Linked DNA regions of Mus musculus: all the other regions are linked to region 3. A link is a contact called in public Hi-C, promoter capture Hi-C and targeted proximity ligation data. All regions are on one chromosome and are shown on one strand. The core of a region is the stretch at or near the end of the contact, and the rest is flanking DNA. Distances in the headings are between cores, read along the strand shown. Region 1 has its middle 23 kb from the start of Gm41842. Region 2 overlaps Myof (myoferlin). Region 3 holds the start of Cyp26a1 (cytochrome P450, family 26, subfamily a, polypeptide 1). Region 4 has its middle 100 kb from the start of Gm52397. Region 5 holds the start of Exoc6 (exocyst complex component 6). Region 6 overlaps Myof (myoferlin).

Region 1 (4,069 bases), core at 221-2,720, 170 kb after region 3:
ATGTCTGAAGACAGCTACAGTGTACTTACATATAATCAATAAAATAAATCTTTAAAAAAAAAATAACTATATGTATATATGTGTATATGTGTGTGTGTGTGTACATAATATATATACACATCATATATACATATATATAAAATATATACACACACATTTTTGTATATATGTGTATATATACACACATTTTTGTGTATATATATATATATATATATATATATATATATATATATATATAAAACAATTGAAACCTCTACTGTGCTCCAAGTCCTTGAGAAACCCTGACTACACCAGTAGACAAAGATCTCCTTTGTTTCAGCTTGAGCTAGAGGAATGGGGTCCAGTTGCAGTCAATATCAGTGATGCACACACACACACACACACACACACACACACACACACACACACACTAGCTAGAAGGATCCATCTATAAACCCCAGAAGCAGAATTTGAACACAGATCTGCCCATAACTACTGTATTCTGCTTCTCTCCTCTCTTCTTGAAGCCCTCTCCATGCACTGAACACCCACTTGCTAACAGTAATGTCCCCAGCAAGGAGGTCCTCACCTGACTCTCCCTCTCCAAGTCGGTCTCCGCCAAGCTCTGGTTTCCAGCTCTCCCCTGAGTGTCTGCAGGTATTGGTGGATGCAGTTTCTGTTATTCAGAGCAGGCTTCGAAATGTCTACTTTAGTCAATGAATTTCTGTGTGTTCAAGGCTCATCACGCACAGCCCTGACCTCTCCTCAAAGCCATTACAGGTCCCAAATTGTACAGAGAATATTTAGACAAGACTCAGAGGCTGTATCTGGAATACTAAACTAAGAATTTCCTTCCTTCTCTTCTCTTCTCTTCTCTTCTCTTCTCTTCTCTTCTCTTCTCTTCTCTTCTCTTCCCTCTCTCTCTCTCTCTCTTTTCCTTTAGTACAGGGTTTCTCTCTCTCTTTTCCTTTAGTACAGGATCTCTCTCTCTCTCTCTCTCTCTCTCTCTCTCTCTCTCTCTCTCTCTCTTTTCCTTTAGTACAGGGTTTCTCTGTGTAGCGTTGGCTGTCCTGGAACTCATTCTGTAGACCAGGCTGGCCTCGAACTCACAGAGTGCTGGGATTAAGAGTGTGTGCCCTCATGCCCGGCTAAATTTTTTTCATCTCTAGGTGTTTTCACCTTTGTTCTCAGAGCATTTAGAACAGGACTTCACACATGGAAGTCTTTGTGAATGTTTGTTGATATCCTCAATTAATAAAATAAAATCAGTTCAAATGGTGAGTTATCTCTTCCTGCACCATGCTGTTGTCTTTTGGTTGGTTTGTTGACAGAATAACTTATTTAGCTGATTTTATTTTTTTGATAGCTCTCACAATACTTCAAGCTGGTTTTGAATATGATCTTTTTGCTTCAGCCCTATGCATGCTGGGATTGCAGACATGCCTGACCACAATAGGTTTCACTACCCTTTATCTCTTCAAGTTTCCCATTACCCGCTATCATTTTCTCCAGATCTGCAACTGCTCAGAAATGTTGATTCTGCGGACAGCCTATCCTACAGAACTTGTGGGAGTCAGTTTGGTTTGCAGTCCCTGACAGAGTCTGGCCCCTCCCAAGGACAACAATTGGAGAGTAAAACTTAAGAGAATGACTGTTGAGATCCTTTCTGCCTCAAACACACCCCGAAAGAAAGAAAAGTTTCCATTTATTCGGGGCTCTCCAGGGCTGAGGTTCAATAGGTGATCTGTATGTTTCCTTTTCGCTTCTAAACACATGTGTTCTTTTGTTTCTCAGGAAGCAATCATCGTGTAGCCATGGAAATCAATGAGTACGGAGGAAACGTTGCAGGGAAAAATGAAGCCAACGAGCTCAACTCCACAGAAGTTGGTCACATCCTAAAACAATCAGTGTGTGGGCATACAGGGGCTCGCTGAGGAAGTGCGGTATTTTGACAGTAACCTTTGCAGAAAGTGAGCACGTTTCAAAACGCTCAAGTGTTTGTAGAATGTCAGCCAAGCCTGCTGCTCGCTCCTTAGTCTTTCCTCTCAGCAGCCCTGACACCCACCCTCCATGAAATTCCCATTCTATCAAGAAACGTTGGGTTTAAATGGCTTTCCAAAACCAATGTGACACTCTAGTGGATGGCCCCACACCCAGAAGGATAAATTAATAGCACATGATTGAGTTGATGGATTATTAAATTATCAAATAAATAAATATACACACATCTACAAGGACACATATCGAGATGGGAGATTTTGAAGGAGTTAGTAAGAAGCCGAGTGAATATGATCAATATACATTGTAAGAAGCTCTCAAATAGTTAATAAAAACGCATATATTATTTAAGCTAGTGTGAGTGGCAGCATTTGAAGCAACATGATCTTTCCACCAATCAGAAGTCATCTTAAAGGTGAGCCGTGTCCACATGCCCTGACCTGAATTTCACAGAACAAAGATCTTGGAACTATCTCTCCACACCTATAACTAGTCTCTCTTTATAACTAGGCTTACAGTTAATAAATAGCCTTGGAGGTGGAAGTGAAATTTAAGGTTTAAGACTGTGTTTCAGGAGGCAGAGGCAGGAGGATTTCTGAGTTTGAGGCCAGCTTGGTCTACAAAGTGAGTTCCAGGAACAGCCAGGGCTATACAGAGAAACTCTGTATCAAAAAAAAAAAAAAAAAAAAAAAAAGACTGTGTTTCAGGGCTGAGAAATGGCTCATCAGCTAAGAGCATCTACCGCTTGTGTAGAGAGAGAACCCTTAAATTCAATCCTGCAGCTCAGAGTAGCCTCTTATTTCCAGCTCCAGGGGATCCAGTGTCCTCTTCTGGCTTCTGGGAGCACCTGCACTCATGTGCACAACCCTCCACACAAACACTCATGCATACAAACAATTTAAAAAAAAAATAAGTCTAAAAGTCCAAATATAGGTCAATATCACGTTGGCCAAATTCTGATTCCTCAGAAAACCTTCTGGTTCTTTTGCTCTCGCAGTAGAGTAGTAATGGCCTTTGTAGAGATCTGAAGTTTGTGTTGCACAGAAATGTGTCTGGTGGTGATGGTGATGATCATGGTGGTGGTGATGGTGATGATGATGGTGGTGATGATGGTGATGATGATGATGATGGTGATGATGTCATCTCAGTAAATGAAACTGAGCATAGTAACAATGTTTTCATCCTCAGAACCTGGGTGTAATGAACTTTCTCTTTAGTGAACACCTATACGTTTAGTCTCATTACTTTTATACCAAATTTTCTATTCAGTACAAATTATATTGTTAATTGAAAACTCACAAACACTTCTAGATGTGACTAATGCAGGCTAGGTCTTGTCTGCCCCCCCCCCCAAGTCACTAGACAACCAGGCTACGCCTATCCTTCTACTTCCTATCCTAAGGGTGGGTTCAAATCTCAGGTTACCTCAAGATGAAAAACTCCACTGCAGTGGCTGTCTTACAAGAGCAGTTTCTGTAGATGAGGGGAGTTAAAGGAGACAAAATAAGGAGGGAGAGAGAGAGAGAGAGAGAGAGAGAGAGAGAGAGAGAGAGAGAGAGAGAATATAGTCTATGAACCCAAATGTTGGTCAGTGGATCTATAAGGTTGTGGAAACCTATGGAAGTTTCCTTCTGCTGACTTTATTTTCTCAGTAGACAGGAAGCAAGGTCCTTGTAACAATGAGGTGGGAAGAGAAGAAAAATAAAGGTATAAAATAATCCACTCACAACAGAACAACAGATAAGGGCCTAGAGAAATATACAAGGCAAGAGCTGAGAAGCCAGAAGGGCCATAGAGATAAGGGATCCAGAATGAGACCAGATGTCCAGCGCTTGCCCAGAAGCCCTGCATTTGGGAGATGGAGGCAGGAGAGCATAGAGTTTGAAGCTGACCTCACCGACAGGAGACCCTGTCCATGACAGAAAGGAGAGAGACAGAGATAGAGACAGAGACACAGAGAAAGAACAAAAGAACAACAAAATCGAACAAAGCCAGGCCCAGCTTGGCTTTGTGCCATGTTCCAGCTTTGTTCGGCTGTGGGACTAGGGTAGAGAAAGTCTACTTGAACAAAGGCTCCGTCTAGTCCAACAAA
Region 2 (4,057 bases), core at 1,354-3,853, 200 kb before region 3:
GCTTGACCCACCAAAGTGAGAGGCCTTCTTTGTTCTTTCTCCACGTTGTCTACTCCCCAAACACCTGCAGTCCGAAAGCCCCCTTCCGATTGGTTTAATGGGCTGGATTATTGGCCCTCTAATTTTGTTCTTCATGGTGGGCTGTGGGGGATGGGAGGGTAGGGGGTTGTGGTCTGTTTTAACTACTCTCCTTCCCCATTAAACCAGGCTTTGGCGTCCTTGGCATCTTAGAAACTGGTGTGGGGACCTAAGCTATCCACAGCCAACTACAGATGCTAACAAAAGATGCTAACATGGCAAAGACTGGGAAGGTGTTGGGCACATTAGAAAGGGGAGGCTGAAATTGTTAAATTGTATCTTGTCCCAAATTGATTATTTCACTATCCCTGAATGGCTACATGCTGGTTGATAGTCCTTCATGAGTTAAGGAGAGAAACTATTCTTTGCATTGCAGCCGACCGGAAACCTCCTTCCTCTGGTTCACGAACCCTTGCAAGACCATGCGCTTCATCGTGTGGCGCCGGTTCAAGTGGGTGATCATCGGCCTGCTTCTGCTGCTCATCCTGTTGCTGTTCGTGGCTGTGCTCCTGTACTCTCTTCCGGTACGAAACCTGGGCCTTGGCTTCTGCAGCCCTATGGCTCTACAGCCGATAGGCAGCAACCCTGTCGTGACCCTTTCGCTTTGGAAGAGTTTAACACAGTGTCCTGTGGTGGAAGTTACATCCTTGGGTTTTAACATATATATATATATGGAGGCCAGAGGTCAGTGACATGTGTCTTCCTCTGTCAGACTCCACCTTATTTTGCGGATGGTGGTCTCTCACTAATGGCTCTGCTATCTCTGCACTGGAGAGCCCATGCCCTGGTATTATGTGGTGCTGGAGATCTGAACCCAGGTCCTTGTGCTTGTACAATGAGCACCTTACCCACAAAGCCATCCCCCCAGACTTCTGCTTTCACCCTTCTTGTCCCAAACCACCTCGTACTCAGACGCTGGCGATCCCCACAGCCTCAACAAACCCCAAAGAGTTATTACTTTTGCCTCCCTGGGCACTTTTGACCACATTTTTGATTTCAGACCTGTATCTCACAACACACACACAGATACCTTAAGAATCCAAATTGAAATTTTAGCTGTGTGCATAGACTCTGTACTTTTTTTTTAAGGATTTAATTTATTTTATGTCTGTGAGTACCCTGTAGCTGTCTTCAGACATATCAGAATAGGACATCGGATCCCGTTACAGTTGGTTGTGAGCCACCATGTGGTTGCTGGGATTTGAACTCAGGACCTCTGGAAGAGCAGTCAGTGCTCTTAACCGCTGAGCCATCTCTCCAGTCCCGGTTCTGTGCTTTTATTCCCCTATTCAGGGAACTCATGGGGCATCTAGTTAAATACAAAGATGAGAAGAAACAACCCAAGAGAAGGCAGCATGCATACATACAGGCACTGTGGGCAGGAAGGTCTTAGAGAGCTAGGAACGGTTGACTGCAGTAGCCCATTGCTAAGGACATTTTCACTGAGGAAACACCTACGTGCAGTTTAGTCACCGGAGAAGTGATGGGCCAAGCAGGGGAAGCCCTGAGCAGCGGCAAAGTTCATGACCCTGGATGCAGCAGCAGCATGCATGCCAAAGACTTCCCCCCACTCCACCCACCAAACTCACTTCCACTACCCTATTGACTCTATACATTCTGAGTTTGGAGGCATGGTCATACAGCCATCTATACACATGTCTTCTATTTTCTCCTGTGTGACATTTTCACAATTGACAATTCACAATTTCTACTTTTATTGACTATTTTTTTTAAAAAAGATCCATATAGTTGTTTCTTCATGACTCAGATCCCACCCATATGAAGCGCTGTCTCTCATTTGAGAACATGATGTCAGCCAAGGATGTTTATCAGTGTTCAGAGACACCGGAGCTCTATGGGCGCCCAGAAGGAATGGCCAGGAATGGCTTTGACTGTCCAGTGGCTCACAGGACTGCCCAGCCGAGCTAAATGGCACCATGGCCATCTGAGAAGCCATATCCATGGACTGACACCGTTTCTGTTTCCCTTTCAGAACTATTTATCAATGAAGATTGTGAGGCCGAATGCATAGTGAAAGCAGCGCCTTCAATCACGCAAGCAATGAAGAACTCCTGCCTCACACACTGATGTGTGATTTCAAGTTCAAGACGATCTCAGGAGACTTCACCAAGGCACATAAATTCCTAGAGGGGCTGAATCCCAGAAAGTCAGACAACAGGCAACATTTTTTATCATGTTATCTTTAAGTATTAAAACATTTATTTTCTAAACTTTAAGCCTATTTTCCGAGTATTTCTAAGGTGGCTGGTTCCATTTATAAATCTTCTTTTGAATGTGCTCTGCATTCTATGACTCGTTTGGGCAGTTAGTGAAATGAATTTGAAATGTCTTGTATCTTAACGTCATATATCCTATTTGTAATCAAGAGGAAAGACTACATTAAGAAGATAGGGTGCATAGTTAGAGCAGTTCTTATTGGTGCCCACAACCATTGTTGTGGTATTTTGTATGGACAAATGTCATGAGACTCTTTGCAACTTGAGTGTAAATAAAATTATCTCACTTGTACACATGGATGTTTGTCCTCTATTCTGAGTAAGTTGGGAGGGAGGCAGGTTCAGTTTCTCTGGTCCTAGTAGGCAGAATGCTACAGCATTCCAGTTGACCACAAGCCCTTTACAACCATAAGCCCTTTATGAGTGTGCTGCCAACATGATCCCGTGGGTCCAGTAATAAAGCTAACACTTATGAATAGTGTTGTAACAACCTTTTACATCTTCATGTGTCTTACTCAGTGAATCTGCAATATATCCCATAACTTTAGGCCCACAGTGCTATTAGTCCTATTTTATAGAAGAAGAAATTGATGGTCAAAAGAGTTAAGTAGCTTTTCCAAGGCCACACAACCAATAAATGATAGAGTCAGGATTTATACCCAGGAATTACAGATCTGCCACCCCGATGTGATGCTTCACCGGTACTAGGCAAGTACTCTACCAACTGAGGCACATTCCCCAGCCTCTTTTAAGGTCTCTTATACTGCAGAGCTATGATGGTACACGCCTTTAATCCCAGCACTTGGGAGGCAGAGGCAGGTGGATTTCTGAGTTCGAGGCCAGCCTGGTCTACAAAGTGAGTTCCAGGACAGCCAGGGCTACACAGAGAAACCCTGTCTCGAAAAACAAGAACAAAAACAAAACAAAACAACAACAACAAAAAAAAAAGCAGTGGATGATAAAGATTTTGTATAGACTTAAGGGATTAAAAATTATCTTTTCTCAGGGTACATAGACACATAAAATAAGGATTTGAATGTGTAGGATACATAATGAAATGCATCACAATGGTACTAGCCCAAAGAGTTTGTGCAAAGTTTATATTTGTACAACCGGGAGTATAGTTTATGAGGGTGGATGGGCGTTTGAGTTTCTTGAATCTCCTCCTACAGAGCCTGAGCTGAATTTGAACACTGCTATTATATGTTACCCTTGGTAGCTGTGAGCTATGGCTCATCTTCACTGCTGACTGGAGGTTCCTTGAGGGATGAGGAACCACCTATAAGACCTGCCTGCACTCCAGGGTGCTATGGAGCAGCAGGCTTGGATTTGAATCCTAGACCAGGCCTTATAAAGATTTACAGCTCTCTTGGGAGAAATAGTGCCTCCTCTAAACAGAGGTGAGAGCACTGCATGTCCAGAAGGTTCTCAGTGCAGGTAGTTTTAGTAATGCAGTCGACGGATTAAAGCTGGACACTGTCATTCCAAATATGGACCTAAGAATGGGTTCTCCTCCGTCTAACCGCACAGAGCTTTACACAGGACATAGACTCATTAAGTAGGAGGAACACATGAGGTGTGAGGATGCATCTGCCTTCCCAAGCCACAGCTGCAAGACAGGGGAAATTTCAAACTCAATGGGTAGAAAGAGACTTCAGCAGTAACAGGGACACTTACATCACTCATGGAACAGAGCCACATGTCCTGTTTTCTGCCTCTGGCTGTGACAGTAGACCCCTATG
Region 3 (4,070 bases), core at 1,010-3,509:
TCCTAGGCAAATGGGGAACCTCTAGAATCATCCTACCTTGCTCTTTATCTCTTCTCGAACTTTCTGGAGGACATGTGGGTAGAGTCCTAGGTAAGTGATCAGTGACGTCGCAGCACTGGCTGTAGTTTCATGACCACCAAAGAGGAGCTCTGTTGACGATTGTTTTAGTGCCTAAGGATAAAAACGGAAGTTTATACAGATCTGAGTGCAGTTTATAGCACTGTTACAAAGACCTGACCTGAGAATATTGCACGGAAGACTTCAAGGGTAAAATCCGTTTTGTTCATAGAAAGTCAAAGACCACAAACAAAAACGCAAAACTCCCTTAATCCTGCTCTTCCGCTTTAACCTTTGTAGATGAGCCTTGCCCTTTGAACTTTGGGATCTTCCCCATTGCTCAGCCACCCCCTTCCACAGCTCTCTAGACCAATGCCACCCTTTAATACGGTTCCTCGTGTTGTGGTGACCCCCAACGATAAAATTATCTTTGTTGCTACTTCATAACGGTAATTTTGCTACTGTTATGTTTCTTGATGTAAATATCGGATATGCAGATGCTCTTAGGCGACCCTTCTGAAAGGGTTGTTTGGCTCCGTGAAGGGGTCACGACCCACAGGTTGAAAAGCTCTAGACCTAGCATCGCCGCCCACTTGGAAGTAGCTGGGGCCTTGACAGGGCTTTGGAGACCCCCAGAAAGTGTGTCTGGAAAGTCAGAGGCACTCCCCGGCCCTTGGCACCTTTTGAAATTGCTTCTCACCTGCATATCCAGCCTCTCTCCCCTCTCCCACGAGTGCTCAATCAGGAGCTGCAGCGCGTCCTTGCAACCCCCATCCGGCTCTGTAGCCTGAAGCCGGCGGATCTTGGCGCGAATGTTCTCCTCGATGCGCGCGTGTATAAGGTTCCGCGCCTTCACGCCCTGAGCGCGGAGAGAGCGTGGCGGTGAGCGGATGCCCGAGCTTGCGTTCCCCTACTCCGACTCCGCAAACCGCCCTTACCCGGTACAGGCCGCTAAAGGGCACGTCAATGGGAAGAGAGAAGAGATTGCGGGTCATCTCCTCGAAAGCCTCCACGAGCTGCTGCTCGTCCTCCCCGCCGCCCGCTGGACCCGGCTCGCAGCCCAGCAGGATGCGCATGGCGATGCGGAACATGAGGCGCTTCACCTCGGGGTAGACCAGGAGGCCGCGCTCGCCGCAGCTTAGCCACTGCTCCAGACAACTGCTGACTTCCTCAGCGATCACGGGCACGTAGCACTGGAGTGCCTCGCGGCTGAAGGCCTGCATAATCACCTGAGCACCCCCCAGGAGCAGAGAGTGTTACAATCCTCTACTTTCCCTCAGCCCCCCCCCCTTCGCCTTTCCGAGTACCCTTTCAAGAATTTCAGTCCCCCCAGGACTAACCCACGTGCTAGCAGAAAAGCTAAAGTGGATCTCAGATAGAGAGGGTCCTGGTCCCCACCACATAGGACTAGCCCTCGCCCCGCATCTATTTGCCTGAACCAAGCCATAGGATGAGGTCTCCCTGCCAGCCAAGGAGTTGCCAGCTCACCCTCACCTTCTTTCGCTGCTTGTGCGAGGAATCGTGCAGGTTGGAGAGGCAGCCAGCGCCCAGGATGGTGCGCACCGACGCGGGCCAGTGCACCGACACCAACCGGTGCTCTCCCAGCAAGATGCGCCGCACATTATCCGCGCCCATCACCCGCACCGTGGGCCGCCCAAACAGATGCGTCTTGTAGATGAAGCCGTATTTCCTGCGCTTCATCTGCAGAAACTTCCTCCGCTGAGAGGGAGGTGGAGGAGAGAGACCCGCAACCCGCATGAGGGGGCGCCGGGGAGCATCTGGTCTCCGTCTAGCCCCTCTTCCAAGCCGTGGTCGCCTCCCTCGCGAGGACACTTATCCCACCTTCAGCCCAGGCCCAGAGCTGAGGCGGACTCCGGGGGAAGCGTCAGGTCCCTTCCCGAGCTCCCTTACCTGAAGCACCATCTGCAATGTTTCCCCAAAGAATGGGAAGCCCATGGTACCGGGGGGCAAGGGGAGGGCGCAGCTGCGATCGCGGCTGCTCACACAGTACAGGTCCCAGAGCTTGAGCGCCGCCAGGAAGAGCAGCAGCGGCAGCACGAAGGTGCAGAGCGCACTGGCCAGCAGCGCCGGGAGCCCCATGGCACGCTTCAGCCTCCCGCGCCACCTGCCGCCGCCGCCCTAGCTCCGAACCCCGCCGCGCGCCCTCTTTATAAGGCCGCCCAGGTTACTGCCCACGTTACCTTGGTCAGACAAATTAGTTCACCCAAAGTTCATCTTTAATTGCGGATCGGGCCCCTGGCTCCTCCCCCCTCGAGGCGCTGCCCAAAAAAATCTTTAACCGTTTGTTCCGCGCCGAGGCAGAGGCGGCGCACTGGCGGCTTCCCTCTGAGCGCGCCTCCTGGGGGTGCGGGACTAGGAACACCTCTTTCCTTGTCCTAGGTGTGCAGAGCTCCGAGTTACCACGGTGCGGCTTCGGGCGGGGGAGGGGGCGGGGGGAGTGGGTTGTGGATCGGGGTTCCAAGAAGTGGGAATTTGGAGTCCTGGGTTTCCTAGCTGTCTCTCTGCTGTCCCTCGAGCCGGGTCGAACCAGCTGCCCGAGCCCGAAGCCTTCCCAGCTCACCATTCACAGGCGCCTCGTGGGCTCTTTTCCATTGGCTTGGAAAGCGCGTTCAAGAATCATCGTTCAATGGACTTGACCCACCGGTTGAGTAAATGAGATTCCAAACGCTTCCTGATCTGGGAGGATCCCAAGAAGATCCCAGGGCGAGGGTCCTAGCCGGTCTCGGAGGTCAAGTATGACTGGCGGATCGTGGACGCTAGCTTTCCAGGGCCCCACAGGCGAGCCAGCGCATGAAGACTTGGAAAATCCTGCTTTCGAGTTCAAAGCAAGTAAGCCTCCAGGTCTCTGGGACCCCCAGGTGCAGCCTTGCACATGCCTGACTCCCTTCTCTAAGCCCTGGTGGGGTACTAAGGAGACCAGAGGCTCCAAAGTCAACCTCCACTGTAGTAATACCGCCAAGCCGGCCCAATTCCTATAGCCCTGGGGCTTGCAACCTCAGCCAAGCGGCCGGGAAGAGGGCCCCCAGTCCAGGCAGATATGGGGAGGAATACAGGGAGGAAACCCCCCTTTCCACCTTGGCTCGCCTGTATCTTGGGTGAGTCACCAGGCTGTCTGTTTCTCTTAGGACAAAGTTGATCGTTTCCACTTCGTCTACACCACAAGGCAGCTGTGAGTTCGCTAATAGAGTGGTCTGGTTTCAGGGTTCTAGAACCTTCCCTCTACTCTCCCAGATCCCATCCACTGTAAAGCCACGGAGCCTGGTAAGAGGGTTGTTTGGACCTATGCTTCTGGCACAGGCCATTGGGAACGTTATGGGAATCCACTGGGGGTTGACTGTGAAACTTCAATCGTCAGCTCCTTCAGTCAATAACTAACGGGCACAGGGGAACTGCGTGGTGCGTGTGCGCGCGCGCGCGCGCGCGCACACACACACACACACACACACACACAAGGCTTCTCATGTCCTCCCGCCACAAAGCTTTGGCCAGTCAGCACCACACATTGCCTTGATTTGGGCACTGAATGCACCAGTGGCGCGGAAAACTAACAGAATGACGTGTGTTTGTTTAGAACTGAACATGGGCTCTAGCGAAAACACACCCGCAGCCCTTGGGAAGAGTCCATTGGGGATGAAAAACTTGCTTTTTGAAAGCTGTTCAATATGTGGTCTCCTGCGGTGGTTCCTAAACGTCTCCCTGGAGTTGGGGGTGTCATAAAATGACCTCAAAGGTCCTGCGGGCAGCACAAACTTAGCAACTCTCTAAGCCGGGATGCCCATGGGTTGTATTTCGGGGACTCAGTGGTTCCCTATAACTATCTCTAACCAGCTTTTCAGAGGCTCTGGGGAGGCGGGCGCTGCCACTGTCATATCTTGTAATGATTTGGTTACTGTAAAGAATGAGAACCGATTTCTGGCACCGGCAGGAACGCAAACGAATTGTGCTGGGGGTAATTCTCAGAAACTTCGGTCCGCCCCTTTCTGGAGAGCGCC
Region 4 (3,970 bases), core at 1,039-3,538, 180 kb before region 3:
GACAAGGTCTCATCATATAGCCCTAGCTAGCCTGAGACTTTCTATGTAGGCCAGCCTGGCCTCAAACTCACGGAGATCCTCCTGTCTCTGCCTCCTAGTGCTGGGACTAAAGGTGTGTACTACCATACCCAGGTTGGCTTGGGTTTCTTTTAAGACAAGGTCTCACTATGCAGCCCAGACTAGCCTCAAATTCACTGTATAGCCCAAGTTTAGCCTCAGGTTTCAGGCAATCCTACTGCCTTAGCCTGCTGAGTCCTAGGGTTAAAAGTATACTTTAAGTCCTGACTTCCCAGAAATCTAGTGGCCTTCTCTTCCTAGTTACCTAAACAAGGTAGAAGAAATGGCCTCCAGAGGGACCAAGGAGAATGGGAAAGGCCGGCCTTGCTGGGTTTCCCCTTCCATGTGCTCTGTTCCCTTACATCATGTCCTTCCTCCCTCTCTTCCTCCTCCCTCCCCATCCCTTCCTTCTTTCTCCCCTTCCTTCCCTCCTCCCCTCTCTTGGACAAGGTCTTCCTATTATAGCCCAGGCTAGCAAAAATTCACCTCCTGACTTCCCTTGAGTGCTAAGATTACACACCCACAGATCTGCTCAGCAGGTCATATATACTTTGCCCAACCACATGTCAATATGGCTGCCCATTCTTCATCAAATTCAAGCACAAAAAGAGAGTTTTCCCTAATCTCTGGCTCTTCACAGCCAAAGCTCTGGTGTCTTATGAGTTTTACCCAGTCTGGGTTGTTTTTTTTTTTTTTTTTTTCATCCCTGTTGATCTGTCCTTGGACTGGGGCCCTAATGATGGCTGTGAAACCTCCACACAGTAGGTTGTTGTGAGCTCTGAAGACACCATGTGCACAGCACCATTGTCTTTTCTCTCCAATCCTGAATTTCTCTTGACACACAAGCAAGCCTCTTTGTTGTACAGACCCTTATGTACCCCCAGAAAATGTAGGAGCTTTCTGTGCACACAGTAGGTATGAAATAAGTGTTGCAGGACTGCTTTGTAACTTTCAGTCATTTCCTGTAGTTTAATTTCAGAAAACCACAAATGTTTTTTTTTCCACCCTGGACTTGGCTGCCTAACGGTTTCAATCCTTTGAAAAGGAAAATGACTCCCTTATTTTTTACTTAGTCTCTGCAGAGTGAGGGTCCTTTGATGTTCCAAAGGCCTTTCAAGAAGGCCTCCTTAGAAATAGGAGCTTGGCTTTTGCCACGGGGAAGTGAACTTGAACCCCAAAGGTTGTGCTGGGACCCCAGAGTCCCAGGCAGGCACTCACTCACGAACTCCAAGCCTGACCCCCAACTCGGGGCTCCAAGAAAATACCATTTGCAAGCTCTTCAGTCTTCTCAAAGCTGTCATTTTGGTCAGCCCCACCGGGCATTTTGACAAATGCCTTTGCTAATTACTTAATTATTTTGGCCTGTACAAGTGTGGGAGCTGTTTGCTTAAAGAAAAGAGGGCTTAGCTAGTCCATTCTTATCCGAGCAAGGCTCAAGAGTAGCCAACCTCAATCCTATTAAAGTGTTTGGGTAACTAAGCACTCCCACCAGTCAAATTAACTCAAATGCATTATGATGCAAGTCGCCAAAGCCAGCTTGGGCCAGCCCTTGCTTTCTTTTGCCTTTGGTCTGTTTCTTCTGGTTAAAGCTTCTTTTGCATGGGAAAGAGCTCAGTGCTTATCTGCTTGGCTTTCAATTAGAGAAACAATTAGACTAAACCGTAAATGTGTCTCTGCTGGAATTAGCCGGGAGTGTGAGCCTGTCACCCAGCCATCAACACGGTGGGGTGCAATGGTGGCCCGCAGGAAAGCATGGAAGAGATTCCACTCTGGGTAGGAGGTTGAACTGGTGACCTGGCCAGCTGGCCAGCCAACATTCTTAATTTCTCTGAGAAATACTCTCTCTCTCTCTCTCTCTCTCTCTCTCTCTCTCTCTCTCTCTCTCTCAAGGCATCTTCTCCCATGTCTACTAAAGAGCAGCATCGCATTGAATTCAGTCTGTGTCTTCTCCCTGAAAAAAACATAAACCTCGAAGATTCTTTTATTTGGGACTTTTGAATAAAAAACAAACAAACAAACAAAAATCTCAAACCAGCAACCCTCAAACACAAATTGCACTTGGAGGTCCAAGTGATCTTAAGCCATTCATTCATCTTGCTAAACTGCCCATGGGCCCACCCAGAGGCAGGCTTGGTACCTGCCGGACAGTGGATGCAGAAGCTGTTGACCATCCGGCTGGGGTGCCCCTTAGGGAGAGTTTGGGCACAGTCCCTGAAAGTGACTCACAGAGGGCTCCAATTAAGGTTGACCTAGGTATTTGTTTGCACAGCTGGGAGCAGAGACACTGAGCTGACCCAGGGTCTTTCTCATGAAAATGCAATGAGGGCAAAGCTATCCCTGAAAAGTCCCCACAGAGGGACCACCTCAGAGCTCCTGGCTAGGTAGCTTCAGGGGAAGATGAAGAGGATCCCTCGGGGATAAGCTCATATGTGTGCACATTTGTGTGTGTGTGCTTGAGAGCGTGCACGTGCAGGTATCCACAGAGGCAGTTGTGAGCCACCTGACTGGGAGGCTGAGAACCAAACTCTGGTCCTCTAAAAGAACAGCACCTGATTTTAACCTCTGAGCCCAGCTCCCTTCCTTACAAGTGAGGGTACCCAAGCCCTGGAGAAGGTGACCTGTTGTTTAAAGTCATCCCAGTCAGCAAATAAGAGAAGTATGTCTGAACGGGAGGCCCATCTCAGACAGGGCCCTCAAGTGCTGTGCAAGAGTCTGTCTGTGGCTCAGATCTCTGGCACTGCACAACAGACACAGAAGTAAAACACAAGTTTGTATTTCATTTGTTGAAGGCGCTGAAAAGATAAAGGGTCCCAGGGATGTCTCTCCTAAGGGGTGTGTAGGAGCTGGGGACAGGGGTGGGTAGACTTTACAGGTCCAATGAGCTATATAAAAAGAAAAGAGAGGGGGTTGGGAAAAAGCAGCCCCTTTTCCAGTCACACTCCCTGAATCAACCTGCAACTCATCTCTCTTCCAGTTAAATATCAAGAGAGCCGAGGTCTTGATAAATGGATGTTAAACTTAACTGGGAAAATGAATATGTCTGAAATGGTTAGAAAAAGTTCAGAGACGGTGAGTGTTCAGTCTTCCTACTAAATGTTAAAATAGTACATGGAACAGGAAGTGTAGATGCAGTTGGGCATCACCGTGCCCTCTGGAGACCGAAGTAGGGAGGGGGAGAGTTCCAAGCCCATTTAAGCTACATAGCAAGACCCTACCTGGAGAGCAGAGAAGAGAGAGGGCAGTGTCCTAAAATAGAGGGAGCCAGAGGAGAGTAAACATATCTAGAACTTTTACTTGTGATGAAAGGGCCATATAGTGAAGATATCTAGTGAGAAATTATTTGACACTCATTGACTATCTCAGGGAACAAAATGAAAATTACACTTTTCAGTCTTCAACATCAAGAAAGCTTCGGGGGGTGGTTAAAATTTAAATCTTAAAAATGAAAAGAAAATGTGCCAATGAAAATAAGTCAAATCGATCAATTCAGTGTAGAGAGGAGGTGTCTACACCTACCACAAGAAAACTAACTCAAAATAATTCACGCACCTTCTTTCTTTTTTCTTTCTTCCTTTCTTCCTTTCTTCCTTTCATTCATTCATCCATTCATTCATTCATTCATTCAGACTCACTATGTAGCCCAGGCTGGCCTAGAACTCACTCAAAGTTCTCTTGCCTCAGCTACCATTTCCCAGCAAATTGACGGGTTTCACACACACACAAACACACACAGACACACACAAACACACACAGACACACACAGACACATACAGACACAAGTGTGATGTCTATATGGTAACAATGTATGCAATTAACAAAATGACATAAATAAAACTGGGGAACCTGTTTATAAACTGCGGCTGGTGAGAAGATTATTGTTTTTCATGAGCAATAAGATGTTCAACCAGGCAAT
Region 5 (4,036 bases), core at 562-3,061, 150 kb after region 3:
CTATTATAAGCCACTCCTACTGGGTGATGGCCAGTCCTGATGTGTATCATTCCTAGGGTCCAACAAAGGGACTTGATTTCCAGCCTCCTGAAAACCAGGGGTAACATACCAATGAGGATTCATTTTCTAGTCCACACTGGCTGGGTAGCTACCAAAGACAAAAGTGCATTTCCTGACCCCTGGCAAATGAACTGCTTCATGAACACATTAAGGAATGGCTGTCCTATGAGACTGGAGAGGTCCTTCAGTGGAATCTAGATGTCACAAAGTTTTCTTTGAGTCTGACTCCTATTTTAAACTACTGTATATGTAAAATTCATGTAAGAAAATTAACAATAAGGAGCTGGGCATTGGTGATGCACACCTTTAATCCCAGCACATGGGAGGCAGAGGCAGGTAAACCTCTGAATTTGAGGACAGCCTGGTCTACAAAGTGAGTTCCAGAATAGCCAGGGCTACACAGAGAAACCCTGTCTAGCAAACAAAAACAAAGGAAAGAAAAAGAAAATTAAAAGATACTAATGAGGCCTTTGCATATCATAGCAGGAACTTTCTGTAATAAAAAAACATAACCTGCCTATTAAGTGCTTGGAGGTAGAGAATAAATGGGCAAGATCTCTCATGTTCTAAACAACTTCCCACCCCCACCCCCACCCCAACCCCACCCCGTTCTACAAATACAAAAACAAGGCCAAGGGGGTTAAATGATTTTTTCAGTCATCAGTGACAGGTTTATGAGAAAGAAACAAGAAACACACCACATGATCTGGCTCCCTGGGGCAAAGTGAATTTACAAGTTGAACTGACTTCATTTTATCTACATTTACAGTGAGAAAACAGAATTCCATTTCCAGGAAGTGTGTCCTGAAGAAAGACTACTGACAAAGCACAATCCGTCTCAAATTCCCTTAATGAACCACAAGTTCATTCATCCTAATTGCAAAAGATGAAATTGTAATCCTTGAAGTGTCTAACCTAGTGTTAATGGCTAATAGCTCTGTACCAGTACCAGTCTATGGGGGCAGAAAGTATTCCGTCCGGTATGGACTATTCATTAACTGGTACTATTCCTAAAGAGAGTGGGTTTGGATCCATTTAAAATACGCTGAAATTTTAATACAAAATCAACATAACGTTTGTCAATAAGTAAAAGCTTCCTGTCCCAAGAGCATCGTCACCCCTGCGTGAACTCGAGCTGTCAGCCCACGCTCGCGTCTCGCCCGGGGAGAAGGGTGCTGCAGCGTGGGAGAAAGGTGCTGGCGTCTCCCGCTCAATTTCAATTCTCCCACGCCCAGAGCAGTCAGTGCGCTGGGGTTTCCATCAGCGCGCAACTTGGCACCGGGATCAGTCACGCCGGCCACCTGCAGGTGACCTTCGTCCCCAGCACAGAGCAGACAGCCTCCGCCTAGGGGTCAGGGCCTTGGGGCATCAAGGCCCTAGGCTGGGGCGGCTCTCCGGGTCAGAGACACCCTGGCAGCCACACCCACAGGCGGCGCGGTGACAGGTGCCCGGGCCCTCCGGGTCCCGCAGCCCACGAGCGCCCGCCCCCGCGCGCACCACCTGTCGGGCCGACGCGCGCGCACCCGGCAGCGGACGCCCCGCCCGGCTCCTAAGGAGTCCCTGGTCAGGGCAGCCCGAAAGCCGGGGCATGTGAGAACTTTACCGGAGGGTGGGCCCTACGCAGGCGGTGTCGGTGCTTTCGATCTCCTGCAAGATCCGCTCGTGCTCCGGGACCGTGCCCAGAGCCTCGCAGCTCTCCGCCATCTTGGCTGGAAGCGGAGGCGCCGGCCGGGCGCGGCGGCGCGCGGACCACAGGAGCGAGCGGCAGGTGGCGCAAGCGCGGCGCGGCGCTGCGGGGCGGGGAGGGGCGGGGCCTGGAGGGGTGGGGCGCAGTGGGTGGGGCCCGCCCGGGTGGAGCCCGCCCCTGGGGAGGTAAGGATGACCTGGAGAGGGTGGGGATCGGGGCGGGGGGGGGGGGTGGCCGGGAGGGGAGGGGAACCACCACCTCCATCTTTCCTCGCGACCTGCCCTTAGTTATCTAGAGATGTTTTAGTGCAGTGTGTGCTGTTGTGCACTGCAGGTACCCTAGCAATAACGGAGGTGACCCTCGGTCACACGCCCTCAGTAATAGTGATAGAAGCTACTGAGCACCTGATGGGCTTTAAATAGTGGGGAGTCAGAGAAAAGCAAATGCTTTCCCGAAAATCAAAACTGAGTGTGTCGTTGAGATTTATTTTAAGAACAAACAAAAATTCTATACCTCGACTGCTCTGAAAAAATCGTGTCCCCTGCCGGATGCAAGTTCACCGAGGTTAGTCATATTGGACATAAACTATCAAAATGAGGGAAAATGAGAACAAGACTAAGGCGCTTGCTGGCAACGTAGAAAAGAGGCCCAGGGCAATGTTGGATTTCATGCTGAAGCTCTTGAATCCAAGCGCTCCCAGGGAGTGGTAGCTGGGCTGGGGTGGGAATAGACTTCTAGGGGGAAAGAATGAGCAATAAAGTGGTAGAAGGAAATGGCAGGTGGCTTGAGCAAAGGGACACATGTAGAAAAAGAGGCTTGCTTAACAACCTGTATCTAGGACACCGTGTAAACCAGCTTGTCATGATCAAAGCACTGATGGAAGATTAGTCAGAAAAGAGTTCAAACCTAGCCAGAGGGACAACTAATTTTCTGCTCTCCCTAAGTTCAGGAGCTCTGAGCTTCCCTGTGAGTCAGGCAGGCTTTGCACGAGCCAGCTGTCAGACTCACTCTCTTCCCTGGGCCTCTACTACCAGCTTTTTCCCTCTTCTTCCTCCTTTTCCTCCTTCTCCTTTTCTCCCTCTTCCTCCTCCTCTTCCTCCCCATAAGAAATCCTGGGAGATGATATTGAGAAACAATTAAGAACATGTCCTCTGAAGACAACTGTCCCAAACCCCACTCAGTCATGTGACACTAGGCAAAACTTAATACTTTTCTATCTCAGTGTCCCCAGCCGCAGCTGCTAATAACTGTGGTATCTACCTTGTACTACATCCTATATTATATTAACTTCCATTATTTCTGTAACAAATGCCAGAGCATAAAATGACTCAAGTGTAATCTGTTAGAATGCTCACTGGGCTATAGTCAACATGGCGACACAACTGCATTTTTTTCCAGACTCTAGGAAAGAATTTGTTCCTTTTCTTTGCCAGATTCCAAATGCTATCATAGTCTTTGCCTATGACTTTCTCACTGTGTGGCTCTGGTAGCCTTGAACTCACTACATAGACCAGGCTGGCCTTGAACTCACAGATGTCTGACTGCCTCTGCCTCCCAAGTGCTGGGATTAAAGGTATGAACCATCATATCCGGCCCCCTTTTAATAAAAGTTTTTGGGGCTGGAAAGATGGCTCAGTGGTTAAGAGCACTGACTGCTCTGCGGAAGGTCTTGAGTTCAAATCCCAGCAACATATGGTGGCTCACAACCACCTGTAATGAGATCTGATGCCCTCTTCTGGTATGTCTGAAGACAGCTACATTGTCGGGGCTGGAGCGAGTAGAGGTCCTGAGTTCAATTCCCAGCAACCACATGATGGCTCACAGCCATCTGCACAGCTACTGTGTACACATATACATAAAATAAATTTACTTTATGTGTACTAGTGTTTTGCCTATATATGTGTGTGTGTATACACACACACACACACACACACACACACACAACAAACAGAGTTCAGTAAGGCTAGAAGAGGGTGTCCGCAACTGGAATTACAGACAGTTTTTACCCATCATGTAAGTGCTAGGAATCAAAGCCAGGTCTTCTGCTAAAGCAGCAGATGCTCCTAACAGCTAAGCCATCTCTCCCCAGCCAAGTTTTATTTACTTCGCACACCTGAGTCCCAGAAACTTCAGTGCCTGCTGGCTTGGAGAGCCAGAGAATCCACTACACCGGACTGCGCGTCCCACCAGGGATCAGTGCCACTACAAGTCAGAGTAAAGCCACGGAAGCCTCCTCCCTCTTCCACTGTCTCTTTGGTACAAGGGAATCCAGCCTTCTCTGGGAAATCC
Region 6 (4,214 bases), core at 1,413-3,912, 240 kb before region 3:
CCAGCCAGAACCACTGCTCTTATGTTTTGGGTCTTTATTAAATAAATAAGAGTTACTTAACACAAGCACTGCAATGTTACTTACATCAGTCAGTTGGCTAACTGAGATAAGAAACTACAGAGTGACTACCAGGCAGGCAGCTTATACAGCACGGATACACTGGACAAAGGCACAATCAACATCCCAAGCGAGGCAGCTGGGTGCTTTGAGACGTCACGCTGCAGGGCTTGCAATATGAAACTTGTGCATGATATAGTTTTGGACTATTTCACTTAATGTTTGTGACCTGAGATTGATTATGGGCAAATGAAATAGGAGAACAAAGCCATGGATGTAAGGACTACTGTGAATGTCCTTTTATAAGAAACCACTGTGTTGGGAACATGTGTGCTTTCTGCTGCGGGGAAATGGGTTGATTGACCCATGTATCTGCAACACGAGTCACCTCTAAAGAGCTGAGAAAAATCCTATTAACAGTATCCTGTTTCTCATCACCTTCCCTTCAGGAGTCTACATCTACCACCTGCGCTGCTACATTTATCAAGCCAGGAACCTCATGGCTTTGGACAAAGACAGCTTTTCAGGTGAAGGGAAAATCCCTACTACCCTCTTACATGGCAGGCTAGCTTGGGTCGATCGAGCATCAAGTGGGTTTTGTATCTTGTTTTGTTTTCAATTCTTACAATAAAACCCTTTCCATGTAGAGACTCTACTGGTATGCTTGAAGAGAACCACACAGTCATTACTTGATGAATTCCCAACTGCTTTAAGAACTGTTGCTGGGTGCTAGAGGTGCCCAGAATACACGAGGCCCTTAAACACTAATCATCACAGGTTGAGCAATAAAGTGCCCTGAAGAACAACTTCTGACCTCTCTTTGTGTGTGCATGGCTTCCAAGCTTCCCTGGTTCTTCTATGGAAACAGCTCTTAAAACACTTGTCTGATAATATCATGCACTGTGTCAATTCTTATTCATATCCCAAGCACTCCTTTTACACAGTATTAGTGAATTATTTCCTTTCCTAATAATATTAGACCAGATTATCTAGATCTGGTCTAAAAGTTTGATCAAGATTATCCTACTCTGTAGAACAAAACTTCAAAATGTTTTTTTTTTAGGACATTTTCAAATAGTATCCACCAGGGGACACTGTCTCACTATAGATCCAATCAGAATTCTTAGAAAAATCTTCACTGATGTTTGTATCCCAGTTGGATACAAGATTTATCAGTGGGGCAAAAGAAAACTTTTAGTCCTGTTGCAAGCTGTAAATTCTGAGAACAACTAAACCTTTCCTAGTTACTGCTATATTCTTGAAACCCAGCAAATACAACAAATACAAATACAAATACAAATACAAATACAAATACAAAACTTTCTGTATAGATAACAGTAGAAACAAAAGCATAAAATAAACTTATATTTGTCAGTTTATCAAAAACATAGAAACAAAAATATAAAAATAACCGGTATTTACCAATGAAATGGATAATAGGCTCTGTTCTAGGCAGTTCACATGTTCATGTCATCCCATTTTCTACTCAATAGGAAAACAGAAATTACTTTTGTGGCAAAGAGGGAGGAACGGAGGCTTAGAAAGGTTAAACCTTTTTCTTTCAAGGTCACGGGGGCACAGCAGGCCAGATGTGTCTGGTTGCGAAGCTTGTATTCTAGATGATGTATGTGAAAGACTGTGTGCCCAATGAACCTTGCTGAGGATAAGTGCACTCCAGAGAAGCAATCCTTTGCACATGTCAGGGCCTTCGGTTAGGCACTTCTCACCATGATACTGTCCTCTGTGGTGCCCCGCTTTCAGAACTCCTTGTCTTCAAAGGGGTGGTGAAAACATATGACCACTATGTCCAGATGAAAAGTCTTTGGTTGAAACGCACTGTCATAGGAGCTCGACTTCTCCGAGACTCTACTGTTAATATCTTTTTCTGTGCATAGATCCATACGCCCATGTCTCCTTCCTCCATCGAAGCAAAACCACTGAGATCATCCACTCCACCCTGAATCCCACCTGGGACCAAACCATTATATTCGATGAGGTTGAAATCTTTGGGGAACCCCAAACAGTTCTACAGAACCCACCCAACGTTACCATAGAACTTTTTGACAATGACCAAGTGGTAGGTAACAGGACAGTTTATGATGACTTGGGGGCATGACAGTCGTCTGCAGGGCTATTTGACCAGGAGTTTCAGTGTGGGTTTCCTTCTCTAGGGCAAAGATGAATTTTTAGGTCGAAGCATTTGCTCTCCCTTGGTGAAACTGAACTCAGAAACGGACATCACACCTAAGCTTCTCTGGCATCCTGTTATGAATGGAGACAAGGCCTGTGGGGATGTCCTCGTAACAGCAGAGTTGATTCTGAGGAACAAGGTATCGCTTTGTTCTTGCTCATGGATTCCACGAGCTGCTTAGAGCACCTCAGTCATTCCAGGTACTCTCTGCTTTAATGAAAGGGAAGTGTTGACAGCCTGCGTTTGTTCCACAGGATGGCTCCAACCTTCCCATCCTCCCCTCTCAAAGAGCACCAAACTTATACATGGTCCCTCAGGGGATCAGGCCTGTGGTTCAGCTCACTGCCATTGAGGTATGTATTCTCTCTGAGTTTTACTTGACCAAGCCAAAGGGTGTGTCAAGGACCATTAGTGTAGGGCATGCATTGTGCTGCATGCTTTCTTGCTGTCTCTAACTTCCTATAAAATCGGCTCACACCCTCCCCCAATGGAAATAAATAGTCATAGAAAGTAGACATCTTAACAAAGCAATAAGAAGCAGATCTCAGGGATTTCTTTCTTTTGGGGGGAATTCACCAGAGAAAGAGAAGATAACCCAAGAGAAAGTGCCATGTGAACAAGGAGAAGGTCTGCAAAGGAGGCAGGAGGTCGGGGGTGGGGGTGGGGGTGGGGGAAGCAGCCCACAGTGGCGACCAGGGAGATAATTAGGGCAGACCCAGGCTGGTGGAGATAACCTCTTAGCTAGATAGACGGGGTCCTGATAAGGGAAGCATTGTTAGCGCCTCTGTTTTGCTGTGCGTTCGAAAACAGACACAGGGAGCTTCAAACAGCTGCTACCAGTTTGGAATGCTTGCAGGTCATTTACCATGCAAGAGGTTTAGACTTGATCTTCCAGATTGCCCCCACTCCCCACCCCCAGTGGATCACATGAGTCCTGTTTGCAGGTGAGATCTAGAGATGCTGACTGACTCGGCAGCACTTACAGCAGTTCTGACAAAAGGGAAGGGCCAAAACCACTTTCTCTGCATTTCCACAGGCACCTGAAGAGAATATGCACTGGTATTTTAGACGAATGTGCATCGCTCCATCTTAAAGACTGTACTGTGTTCTGTGATTGAGATTGGATTTTTCCATATATGTGTGTGCACGTGTGTATGTGTGTGTGTGCGTGCATGTGACTCTCTGTGTGTATGTGTGTGCTCACATATGTGTGTGAGTGCATCTGTGTGTGTGTAATATGTCAGGTTTACTTCCCTTCTCTTTAACTTGTTTCCCCAGATCCTAGCTTGGGGCTTAAGAAATATGAAAAACTACCAGATGGCTTCTGTCACATCACCCAGCCTGGTGGTGGAATGCGGAGGAGAGAGAGTAGAATCGGTGGTGATCAAAAGCCTTAAGAAGACACCCAACTTCCCAAGTTCTGTTCTCTTCATGAAAGTGGTACAGTATCTAGACTCTGCACGAGCCCACGCAAGTGGGAAAACCCAGCCTTATAGTAAATGTGCCGGAGACTTCTCCCTCCTTAGGTCATCTGTAGTTAGTTACTGAAAGCTCCAAATGGCCCCTCTATGAGCAGAGCTTGTTTCTCCAGAAAGTGTTTGGTCTCTGTTATAGGCTCTTAGTGAACCCCTCAAGGCCAGATTGTTAACTAGTGCGAATGCACGTGGACCAGAACTTTCCACTAGGATCTGGATGTCTAGGAAGGAACAGCTGTGGAGGACTTCCGTGTGGGTGATGTGGCATGGCCCTAATAGTCTGTGTCTGAGTCCATACTATGGAACCTTCTTTGATCCTTTGAAGTTTATTGTCAGAATTGTGAGGTGTCAGATGGGACTCACACACCTCCACCTGTTATAACTAGAGCTTGTGAAAACCACCCAACTTGTCCATTTTGAAAGAAATTCAATTCTTAACTTTCTTGCTTATCCCTGGTTGTCCTGGAACTCATTCTGTAGACCAGGCTGGC

The links. Promoter capture Hi-C pulls out the DNA fragments that hold promoters and counts their contacts. Hi-C and Micro-C count contacts between places; a contact is called where the count stands out from the background.
Region 1: a Hi-C map of the G1E-ER4 cell line shows a contact between it and region 3, with 4 times the contacts expected there. A contact is called at or near these places in 2 of 39 promoter capture datasets (hippocampal neurons and liver), 2 of 484 Hi-C or Micro-C datasets (the G1E-ER4 cell line and embryonic stem cells), 3 of 130 datasets of targeted methods (embryonic stem cells, extraembryonic endoderm stem cells and pancreatic cancer cells) and 1 of 9 other capture datasets (adipose tissue).
Region 2: a targeted proximity ligation map of extraembryonic endoderm stem cells shows a contact between it and region 3. A contact is called at or near these places in 28 of 39 promoter capture datasets (the 3T3-L1 cell line, 3T3-L1-derived adipocytes, the C10 cell line and 18 more), 35 of 484 Hi-C or Micro-C datasets (the 3T3-L1 cell line, 3T3-L1-derived adipocytes, B cells and 21 more), 23 of 130 datasets of targeted methods (the NIH/3T3 cell line, acute myeloid leukemia, bone marrow-derived macrophages and 16 more) and 4 of 9 other capture datasets (adipose tissue, liver, macrophages and 1 more).
Region 4: a promoter capture Hi-C map of second pharyngeal arch cranial neural crest shows a contact between it and region 3. A contact is called at or near these places in 32 of 39 promoter capture datasets (the 3T3-L1 cell line, 3T3-L1-derived adipocytes, the C10 cell line and 19 more), 288 of 484 Hi-C or Micro-C datasets (the 3T3-L1 cell line, 3T3-L1-derived adipocytes, the 63-12 cell line and 137 more), 57 of 130 datasets of targeted methods (CD4 single positive thymocytes, the G1E-ER4 cell line, the HPC-7 cell line and 30 more) and 6 of 9 other capture datasets (adipose tissue, embryonic stem cells, embryonic tail and 3 more).
Region 5: a contact with region 3 is called in a targeted proximity ligation map of embryonic stem cells, with 31 read pairs. A contact is called at or near these places in 17 of 39 promoter capture datasets (the 3T3-L1 cell line, the C10 cell line, the HPC-7 cell line and 11 more), 41 of 484 Hi-C or Micro-C datasets (B cells, the Ba/F3 cell line, ECoMG myeloid progenitors and 18 more), 13 of 130 datasets of targeted methods (astrocytes, embryonic stem cells, extraembryonic endoderm stem cells and 4 more) and 1 of 9 other capture datasets (embryonic stem cells).
Region 6: a targeted proximity ligation map of extraembryonic endoderm stem cells shows a contact between it and region 3. A contact is called at or near these places in 30 of 39 promoter capture datasets (the 3T3-L1 cell line, 3T3-L1-derived adipocytes, the C10 cell line and 17 more), 156 of 484 Hi-C or Micro-C datasets (the 3T3-L1 cell line, 3T3-L1-derived adipocytes, the AML12 cell line and 71 more), 40 of 130 datasets of targeted methods (the 230-238 cell line, the NIH/3T3 cell line, acute myeloid leukemia and 23 more) and 5 of 9 other capture datasets (adipose tissue, embryonic stem cells, liver and 2 more).

The regions. Positions count from the first base shown.
Region 1 is chr19:37,521,297-37,525,365 of GRCm38.p6, reverse strand. No RefSeq gene overlaps it. Among named protein-coding and RNA genes, the nearest start is that of Gm41842, 23 kb to the left of the region's middle.
Region 2 is chr19:37,897,782-37,901,838 of GRCm38.p6, reverse strand. It overlaps Myof (myoferlin), which reads left to right. Exons shown (of 54, transcript NM_001302140.1): 52 at 1-15; 53 at 455-602; 54 at 2,072-2,803. The coding sequence ends at 2,110. Among named protein-coding and RNA genes, the nearest start is that of Gm52397, 86 kb to the left of the region's middle.
Region 3 is chr19:37,695,997-37,700,066 of GRCm38.p6, reverse strand. It overlaps Cyp26a1 (cytochrome P450, family 26, subfamily a, polypeptide 1), which reads right to left and starts at 2,259. Exons shown (of 7, transcript NM_007811.2): 1 at 1,969-2,259; 2 at 1,552-1,776; 3 at 996-1,286; 4 at 758-916; 5 at 37-171. The coding sequence starts at 2,157. It overlaps Gm32342 (a long non-coding RNA gene), which reads left to right and starts at 2,521. Exons shown (of 3, transcript XR_003952929.1): 1 at 2,521-2,907; 2 at 3,204-3,339.
Region 4 is chr19:37,879,324-37,883,293 of GRCm38.p6, reverse strand. No RefSeq gene overlaps it. Among named protein-coding and RNA genes, the nearest start is that of Gm52397, 100 kb to the left of the region's middle.
Region 5 is chr19:37,548,193-37,552,228 of GRCm38.p6, reverse strand. Exoc6 (exocyst complex component 6) reads right to left here and starts at 1,811. Exons shown (of 22, transcript NM_175353.2): 1 at 1,664-1,811. The coding sequence starts at 1,764.
Region 6 is chr19:37,934,234-37,938,447 of GRCm38.p6, reverse strand. It overlaps Myof (myoferlin), which reads left to right. Exons shown (of 54, transcript NM_001302140.1): 32 at 507-584; 33 at 1,953-2,134; 34 at 2,229-2,387; 35 at 2,503-2,601; 36 at 3,527-3,688. Among named protein-coding and RNA genes, the nearest start is that of Gm52397, 50 kb to the left of the region's middle.